Regions from separate parts of the Mus musculus genome. Here region 2 is linked to region 1. A link is a contact called in public Hi-C data. All regions are on one chromosome and are shown on one strand. Each heading gives the region's core, a stretch centred on a gene start, on an enhancer-like site or on the middle of the called end of the contact. The rest is flanking DNA. Distances are from core to core; before and after follow the strand shown.

Evidence for each region. A called contact is a pair of places that touch in the nucleus more often than the background predicts.
Region 2: a Hi-C map of liver shows a contact between it and region 1, with 4 times the contacts expected there. The contact joins two enhancer-like sites. A contact is called at or near these places in 3 of 484 Hi-C or Micro-C datasets (liver and nephron progenitors).

What each region holds. Positions count from the first base shown.
Region 1 is chr7:70,522,124-70,526,614 of GRCm38.p6, forward strand. It overlaps Gm44812, which reads left to right. Exons shown (of 7, transcript XM_030243182.1): 2 at 1-160; 3 at 1,408-1,488; 4 at 3,713-3,746. Among named protein-coding and RNA genes, the nearest start is that of Gm44812, 15 kb to the left of the region's middle. Within about 2 kb of position 2,383, at least 5 of the 459 cell types and tissues checked have an H3K27ac peak or open chromatin away from gene starts, as enhancers often do. A contact at or near this core is called in liver, where this site is marked.
Region 2 is chr7:71,127,819-71,132,418 of GRCm38.p6, forward strand. No RefSeq gene overlaps it. Among named protein-coding and RNA genes, the nearest start is that of Gm36011, 14 kb to the left of the region's middle. Within about 2 kb of position 1,288, at least 5 of the 459 cell types and tissues checked have an H3K27ac peak or open chromatin away from gene starts, as enhancers often do. A contact at or near this core is called in liver, where this site is marked.

The DNA of each region.
Region 1 (4,491 bases), core at 1,133-3,632:
TGAACCAGAGTCCTCCTCTCAGATCAAAGGGTAAGAGTCTTCTGATCTGTTGCCGTTTGAAGAACGTGAAGAGGGGCATCAAAAATCATGGTGAATTTAAAAAGCAAGGCTTACTACAGACACCTGGGAAGCAGTTCTCAAGGGACACTCTGGACGCCAGGTACCTGGGAGTATTTAATTAGAGGTCACCCATGAAAGAGAGGGAGGGAATGATAGAAAATAAACTTAGGTTACCCAAGATATAAGATACAACTTGCCAAACACATGAAATTCAAGAAGAACGAAGACCAAAGTGTGGACACTTTACCCTTTCTTAGAAATGGGAACAAAACACCCATAGAAGGAGTTACAGAGACAAAATTTGGAGCTGTGACGAAAGGATGGACCATCTAGTGACTGCCATATGCAGGGATCCATCCCATAATCAGCTTCCAAATGCTGACACCATTCCATACACTAGCAAGATTTCGCTGAAAGGACCCAGTTATAGCTCTCTCTTGTGAGACTATGCCGGGGCCTAGCAAACACAGAAGTGGATGATCACAGTCAGCTATTGGATGGGTCACATGGCCCCTAATGGAGGAGGTAGAGAAATTACCCAAGGAGCTAAAGGGAACTGCAACTCTATAGGTGGAACAACAATATGAACTAACCAGTACCCGGGAGCTCTTGTCTTTAGCTGCATATGTATCAAAAGATGGCCTAGTCAGCCATCACTGCAAAGAGAGGCCCATTGGACTTGCAAACTTTATATGCCCCAGTACAGGGGAACGCCAGGGCCAAAAAGGGGGAGTGGGTGGGTAGGGGATGGGGGTGGGTGGGTATGGGGGACCTTTGGGATAGCATTGAAAATGTAAATGAGGAAAATACCTAATTAAAAGGGAAAAAAAAGAAAAAAGAAAAGTAGCAAAAAAAAAAAAATCCTGTAAACTGGCTTGGGACTCGGCTGCCTGATTTCTCTCCCTTAGAAATGTGCCTTCCTAATTCTGCTTTGTTTGTTCCGATATTAAGAATTAGTTGGTTTCCCAGGAGTAGCTGGGAAGCTAAACTGAGAAGGGAGTTGGTTGAGGAGCATGCCAATTGGAATGTGGAACATGAAACATTTTCTGGCATTAGCGTAGCAAAGCTATCCCCAGAGTTATTTTCATCTTAAAGAAAAGCATAATTGTGAACATGTCATCAGCCTCCCACACTGTGGGAAAGGTTTTTAACTGGTTTGAATGGGAGCTGTCCCTCAGACACTTGTGTTGTTGGACTTGGTCTCTAGCTCCTGGTGTGGCTTTGGGAGGTCATGGAAGATTTTTAGGAGGTGGAGCCTCACTGGAGGAAGTGGGCCACTGTGGACAGGACATGCCTTGAAGGTTTTGAGCCCGGCATCACGTTCTGTCTGCTGCTTTCTGCTTCCAGAGTGTGCATGCAATGTGACCAGCTACCTCATAGTCCTGTGGACTGGAATAAACCTTCCTCCTTGAAGCTGCTCCTTGTCAGGTATTAAGTCTCAGCAATGAGAAAAGTAAAGTGTATGATTTCATTTATTTGGTTGAATACTTGTGAGTCCTGCTTTGAGTATCTGTGACTTTGTTATCACCCTTCTTGGAGACTATAGCAAACACTTGGCCAGAGTTCTCACACCCAAGCACACGTGCCTGGCAAATATAGGGGCTGGGAATACAGTGAACGCTATTGTTTAGGATGATCTTATTGTGTTGTGTTAAGGCAATAGCACAGGCTAGCTCTGAGGCATGTAAACTAAAGATGATAGGAACTTGAGGTTGTTAGGCTTTGAACATATTGTCAGTGGGTTTGACAGCCCTTCTCCTTTTCGTTCTTTCCAACACTTTATTTTATTTTATTTTATTTTTTTGAGGTAGAGGTTTATATAGCTCAGGTTGGCTCACATTTAACTCACTGTGTAGCTGAGGGTGACCCGGATCCTCCTGCCTTCACCTCATACATGGTGGGATAACAGACAGTGCTGGTTTATAGTCCTGGGGATCAGACCCAGGGCTTCCCAGATGCTGGGCCAGTGCTCCCAAATGCCAGGGCTTCCCAGATGCTGGGCCAGTGATCCCAAATGCCAGGGCTTCCCAGATGCTGGGCCAGTGATCTATCAACTGACCTTAGCCCTCTTCCTTAGCTCCTCCTTCTTTTGAAAGGGTTTTTGAAATTTGATTAATTTCACATTTTAATGTTTCCTAAGTATGGGAAAACTCCAAAGTGGGCAAACATTTCTTAAGCTTATGTCTCTCCTACAAGTACAAATCTGAGATAAATGTAGAGATTCAGTTAAAACAGATTGACAAAAATCAACACTCAGTTGAGCAATGTTGAAGTGATGCATGAAAGGTCGATTCGATTTGGTCACCGTTCATAACTTTGGGTTATGTCAACAGGTGACTCACCATACTTTGTAAAATCTTGCCTAGCTTCTCTTGGGATGGACTAGATGACTCCGACCCTTTACTTATACCACTGGGAATCATTGTTGCTACCTGCTGGCACATCCTCTAATCATAAGATAAGGATAAGGACTCAGAATTCATTTTCTATCCTAGAGACAGCTTTGTTGTCTTAACAAGTATATAATTTATGGAAATACTTCACTCAATGTGTGTATCTGTGCTTGTGTGTGCGTGTGTTCTCCCCAGTGTCTTCCTCAATGACTCTCCATTTTATGTTTTGAGGCAGAGTCTCTCACTGAACCTGAAGCTTACCCATTAGCTAGACTGACCGACCAGCGAGCCCCTGAGATTCTCTCCCACGCCAAGAGTTCAAGCATTAACGATTGACTGTGTCTGGCTTTTCACCTGGATTCAGGGCATTGAACTCAGGTTCTCCTGTTTGTACAGCAAACACATTTCAGACTGAACTATCACCCCAGAGCCTGAGGGCTACTTTTAATCAAACAAAATTAAAGATGGTGAAAACAGAGTTGGTAGGCCCTGGTGAGGCCACGGGAAGGAACGTGCACACAGAGGTCCTGAAGATCAAGCTTTGTGAGCTCCATATCCGTCACGCTCAGTCACCTCTCTGCTGTCCTATTGTTAGCAGTAGAGGAATCTGAACCGGCCAAAACAGGGAGCATTTCTCTTTTTAAGAATATAACTTTAAGTGTACACCAGAACATCTAGAAATAATTCTGAAACACAGAAATTTGAATATTTTTGTTGGTAGCACAGAGATGGTTGAGAAATACCTCTATATTCAATATTTCTCTACAACACTTCTTAGTTGGGGCCATCTTGCAACAAAAATGTAGGGCTCCTGTCTTGTTTTGCTCCACTGAAGACCCAGGTAATAGAATGTGGAATAAAGACAGATTAAGCTCAGCTTATTCTTCATGCACAGTCACCAAAACTATGCAACCCTGGGATCAGGATCTTGCCTACCTTTGGTCTAATGATCTATGGTCAGCTAGGGCCAAGGTAAACATCAGATTATTATTTCTTTAGGGATCAGAGGGACAAACAGAAGACAGAGGTCATGATCTGCTCCAGGGACAATGTCTCAGAGTTCAGAGGTGTGTCGTAAGTTAGAACTGTGAGGCAAACAACAGGGAGAGAGGACCAAACAGGTCAGACAGGCAGGCAACAGAAACAAGGCTGAAGAGAATTCAGGGATGGCAGTAGGCAGGGTGGGGCGGGATAAAAATATCACCCACCAAGCAACTTAATTTCTTTGTGATCCAAGATATTTCTATTTTCTTTTTCAGTCTGCAAGATTGTCCTTGGTCTACTGGACACTTGGTAAGAAACCTGTAAAAAGATAAGAAGTAGGCGTGCCAGCACTCGGGAGGCAGAGGCAGGCGGATTTCTGAGTTCGAGGCCAGCCTGGTCTACAGAGTGAGTTCCAGGACAGCCATGGCTATACAGAGAAACCCTGTGTCGAAAAAAAAACAAAAAAACAAAAACAAAAACAAAAAAAAAACCCAAACAAACAAAAAAACCCAAAAAGAAGAAGAAGGAGGAGGAGGAGGAGGAGGAGGAGGAGGAGGAGGAGGAGGAGGAGGAGGAGGAGGAGGAGGAGGTGTGGCTTTCCTTATTGTGAAGAGTTTAAAATTATTGCTATTTAAAATGTTTTAATATTTTTTATTTACTCCTCCTCCTTGTGAGTGTGTGTGTGTGCTTGTGTGTGTGTGTTTGTGTGTGTGTGTGTGTGTGTGTGTGTGTTTGTAGGGTGTCACAAGCATATCACAGCACATGTATACCGATCAGAGGACAACTTGCAGAAGTCTCATACTATCATGCAGGTTCCATAGATCTGACTTAAAGTTGCCACTCTTGATGGCAGGTGACTTTACCCACAGAACCATCTCGCTAGCCCTTGAAATTGTTTTGCAGAGAAGCCTGGAGAATAAAATGGGCTTGACAAAAATCAACTTCTCCCTCACGCTTTCTGCCTTTTCCTCTTAAGACTAGAGAATCCTCTGCAGTCTCCGCAGATGGGAGGTCCAACTGCACGGGATTCCAGGACTCACCTCTAAGAAAATAT
Region 2 (4,600 bases), core at 38-2,537, 600 kb after region 1:
GACATATAAGTATCCATACTTAGTTTGAGCAAGAACCCATGTTTGATACCAGAATCCTCACCCCAACACATATGTGCACATACATACATACACACACATGTACATATATGCACACAGTCTTTCATTAGCATGTGCTCACCTAACAGCTAACACTTTAGTAGGCTTGTGCCCTGAGAATTCTTTTGACCTCCATGTGCTCTTCTTGCCTGTACCCTTTCTGCACTTACTGATAAAGCACTTGAAAACTCTCCTTCCTTGTATAAATTCCTTCTTTCCAATTCTAATTCACAGTATAATTTTGAACTATTCCAATCATAGATATCACACAAAAATGTTGAACTTCGGGAAAAAAAAGGATCATTCTGACTAAGGGGAAGTGAATTGCAACTGCACTTTAACTATCATCTCCCTGACTTCTCCCCTTGGAACCGCAGGAGGAGGTCATACCATGTTTTAACCCATCTTTCTCAGCCCTTACATTGTGTATTTTGGTGTGGTGACTCCAGGTTATACATACACTATTTGTGTGAGGAAAGGACAAATTCAGTAAATCAATCTGCTTTATATTTTCTTTCCTCTTCTTGCTTTGTAGGTGAAGACACGATGTCTCAACATACTTTGTTCTTGCCAATAAGATGCCGTCCTACATGTAATATCAAAGTGTTGCACCAGATTCACTTCAAGCCTTTTGGGTTTATGTAGGATGATGGCAGAGGAATTCCTGAGTTGACTATTGTATCTTACTAAATTAGTAAGTTACTAAGGGAAGCACACTATAAACAGCTCTATAGCATTGAAATTTACTCTTACTGATGATAGATGATATGTTAGATAGATTTAAGATCAAATAGTTTCCCCTTGTATGTAGAAAGAACTCAAATGGCAGAAAATATTCAAGAAGTCCTGGAGCTGATATTTTGACAATAAAAGAACCTTATTAATTTAGTACATAACTCGACTTTTTATAGCTATGAAAAAAGAAGAGTCTGAGGTCATTATTTCAAATCATGAAAGATTTACTTTAATGCTTGGTTTTGTAGATTCTAATCCATTGTACCTTGTCCCACTTGCCTTGGGTTATGTAGTAAGACATCATGTTATGATGACCATGACATAAGGGGAAACAAACTCACCTCGTGGGAGTCATGAAAGAATGGGTAGGGCTCACCAGATCCTCTTCAAGCACATACCCCAATGACATAATTTCCTTTTATTAGGTTCCACCTGCTACAAATTCCAGACCTAGAAATAACACCACAGACAGCAAACCAAGTCTCTATCTTATTAGCTTTAGAAGAATAAGTAATAAATTAACCACAAAGCAAATATTGATTGAAGAGATACTGTGTCCTAGTCTGTTTTAGCTTGGGTATCTTCAAAGTAAAAACATTAAATGCTAACTTCTGTGTTCTTCCTTAACTCGTGTCATTCCCCAGAATGACAGAATGAGAAGTATGAAATGAAGAGCCTTTTGTAAAATAAAAGATTTTTCCTAAGCCGGCTGATCTATATAGGTTTGTTTAATTTGGGGTATGTAATTATATGGGTCTTTGTTTTAGGACAGTTCCTGCTGGAGGAGGGAGACAAAGCCTTCATTCATTCATTCATTCACTAATTTGCTCTCAATTTCATGTGCACGTGCGCGTGCACACACACACACGCACACACAGAGGATTTGCTACAGAGAGACTATTTTCCCAGCATCCTTAATTGTATTACTTCATCCTTAAGTCTTCAAAGGATTGCTCTCTCTAGCATAGGCTAAGATGAAAATAAGTAACTGAAGGCCCTCTACCAGCTGAGTGAGAAGGAATCTCTTGCTCATATTTATTTCCACAATGTTGGACTTCTCCATTCATAGAAATATGATTCAACATGAAGATCAACAACTGAAATCAACAGGTACTGAGTACCACAACAGCAACATTTCAAAACTGCACAGAAGGTCAAAGTAATATAGATTAGCTACAGCAATACCTGAATGGGATTCATTGTTGTAGAATAACAGTTATCTCCCTCAACAGAGCTCCTCATGCCTGTGGACCATGGGAGTTCCATCACAGAGGATGATATTGAGAAGGGTCACTGGGGCCTCATCTGAGATTCCTACCACCTTCTCCTGGATGTGTTAGCTAGTCATATATGACTATGGTCTTTTTGCAAGTGGCCTTTTAGTCTGTGGATATAATAGAATATGTAGAGAGTGGGAGGTTAACTCAAAGAGGACTCCATCTCTGCATCTATGGGAACATCATTATCCATACCGGAGTGGGACTTTCTGGTGTGGCTGTTAGTTATTCCTGTCAGTCACACCTCACTCATGCTTTGTAACTAAGTCCAATGAGTACATTGATTGTCCAAAGTTAATCTTTGGTAGAATTGAACTTTGCTTTGTCACTGGTGCCTTATAAGAAGGGAGTAGATGTTTCTTTAGATTTTCCCAGAAAAGAGTTCCAGCTACAGTTGTCTGAACCAAGTGTAGAAATATAAAGCAGAAAAGAAAGAATGTTCTAGGGTGAGTGAAAAAAATAGATATAATTACTGGCAAAAGCATTGACCACTTTCAGGAGTTAAAGGGCCCAATCTGACCATAATCCTGTCTGTCTATCTTAGCTTGGGTCCCTCAGAAGTAAGAACATTAGACCCTACTTCTGTGTTCCTCCTTAATTTGTACAATCCTAAGACTGCCAAAATCAGACAAACTACAATGAGAAATGGAAAATGAAAAGGCCACCTGAGAGGGCTTTCTTCTAAGCCATACCAAATCTGTGTGCAGTAAGAAAACATTCTGTACTTGTAAACAGATTCATTCATTTCAGAAAAGAGGTATGCCAAACCTGCTTTGCGGAGACAACTTCTATGAGAGAAAGAAAGCAGTTGTATTTGAGGGAGAGAAAGAATACAGCTCTCTGCCTAACATCCAGTCCCCATCAAATATTCTTATTATACCATAATAACAATAATTAATAAGGATGATGGACAACCATTTGTATTTATAATAAAAGAGTAATTGTTGCTCATTTTCATTTAGTAATGCCACTATTGAATTAATCGTACCCTTGATGAATTACTGAAACACAGTTAGGCTACTGTTGCTGTCTCGTTCCTTGCAGTTGTTTACTTTATCAGGAAATGTCAGAGAACTGTAATGGCAAAATTAAAGAACTAATAAAGAATGGGGAGAAGATTATTTTAATGGTCATTTCTTTAAAGATTATTTTTCTGTTAAGATGCCCAAGTGACTGTACACAACCCCTCCCCCACCCCTGCTACTGTAAGAGACTTTAATAAAGCTCAATGAGATGTTTCTTCCCCTCCCCCTCGCTTTCCATCCCCATCCCCTTCTTCTGTTCCCTTCCTCTCCACCCCCATCTGTCTGACAAAAAGTAGAATGGGGGCTATTCCGAAGGGAATTTGTTCTGTAGCATTGGTTTAGCAGGTGGGAACAGTGGCAGGAAAGAAGGGCAATATGTGGGTGAACATGGAGAAAGCATATTATATACATGTATGGGAATGTCCCAATAAAGCTCATTATTATGCAGAATTAATACATGTTGATAAGGCAAGGTGCCGGTCCATGTGCATGTGTGTTTAAAGTATACACAGTTGGACCACTGCTCCTCTCCCTGGGGACAGTGAATCTTTAAGAAGCCACTAAGCAAAACTGTATAAAGAATAGGATTTCTTCTTCCCCATTTTGATGGCTGGAAGCCAGGAGCATAATGGTACTTAACCGTGCTCCATCACATCATTTAGCAGTATAAAACCCACTCATGTGGGGGAAGAGGACTCTCTGCTAGAAGGCTAGAGGACTGGAAAATGAACCTTCTTTAGTCCTTGAGATTTCTTGGTTCCATTGGGTGCTGGCTACTTAGCATAGAAATTCTGTGTGAAGACTCCAGATACTTTAGAAATCTGGTTTAAGTGCCCCTCTCTAGAAAGGATTTGCTCAGTCCATTTATCCCTCCATTGCTGCTAAACGAATTCTACAGAACAAGTTTCCTTCAGTGATTCCCAATTCACTAAATGATACCCCATTCCTTTTTATGATGACCACAACATAATGCCGTGAAGCCACATGGCATTTCTAAGGGAGTGACATACTGTATCATGGGGGGGAAAAAGGTCTTAAGCACCAATGTCGTGCTGTACCCAATCAACTTTTGTGACAGTCTCAAAATAGTGGTTGCGTTTTTCATGGCTGATTATGAATTTGGAAAAGAAACTCAATCTTTTGTTCAGCCTCTGGGTATTTATGCACAGCAAACAGCATAATTATATTAGTGGAAATTCCATCGGCCCCTGTATATCATTCTCCAACAGTGAACACACTGTGGCCATTATGGCCTCAATTGTCAGAGATTCCTTGGCTGACGCTAGCATAATGTCTGATGACATCAGGGGCCTTTTGCAATCCTGTTGTTACAAACTGACAGCATTTTAATGGCATGCAAGAACCGGAGAGCCCTACACAGCCGCATTTCCTTGCATTCGGAAGAACTGAAAGCCTGCACAGCTCATCTTCGCATGAATTTCGATGGAAAATGAATCCTATCTTGTCCTTTGAAGTATAATTACATGACAATAGTGTAATATGTCT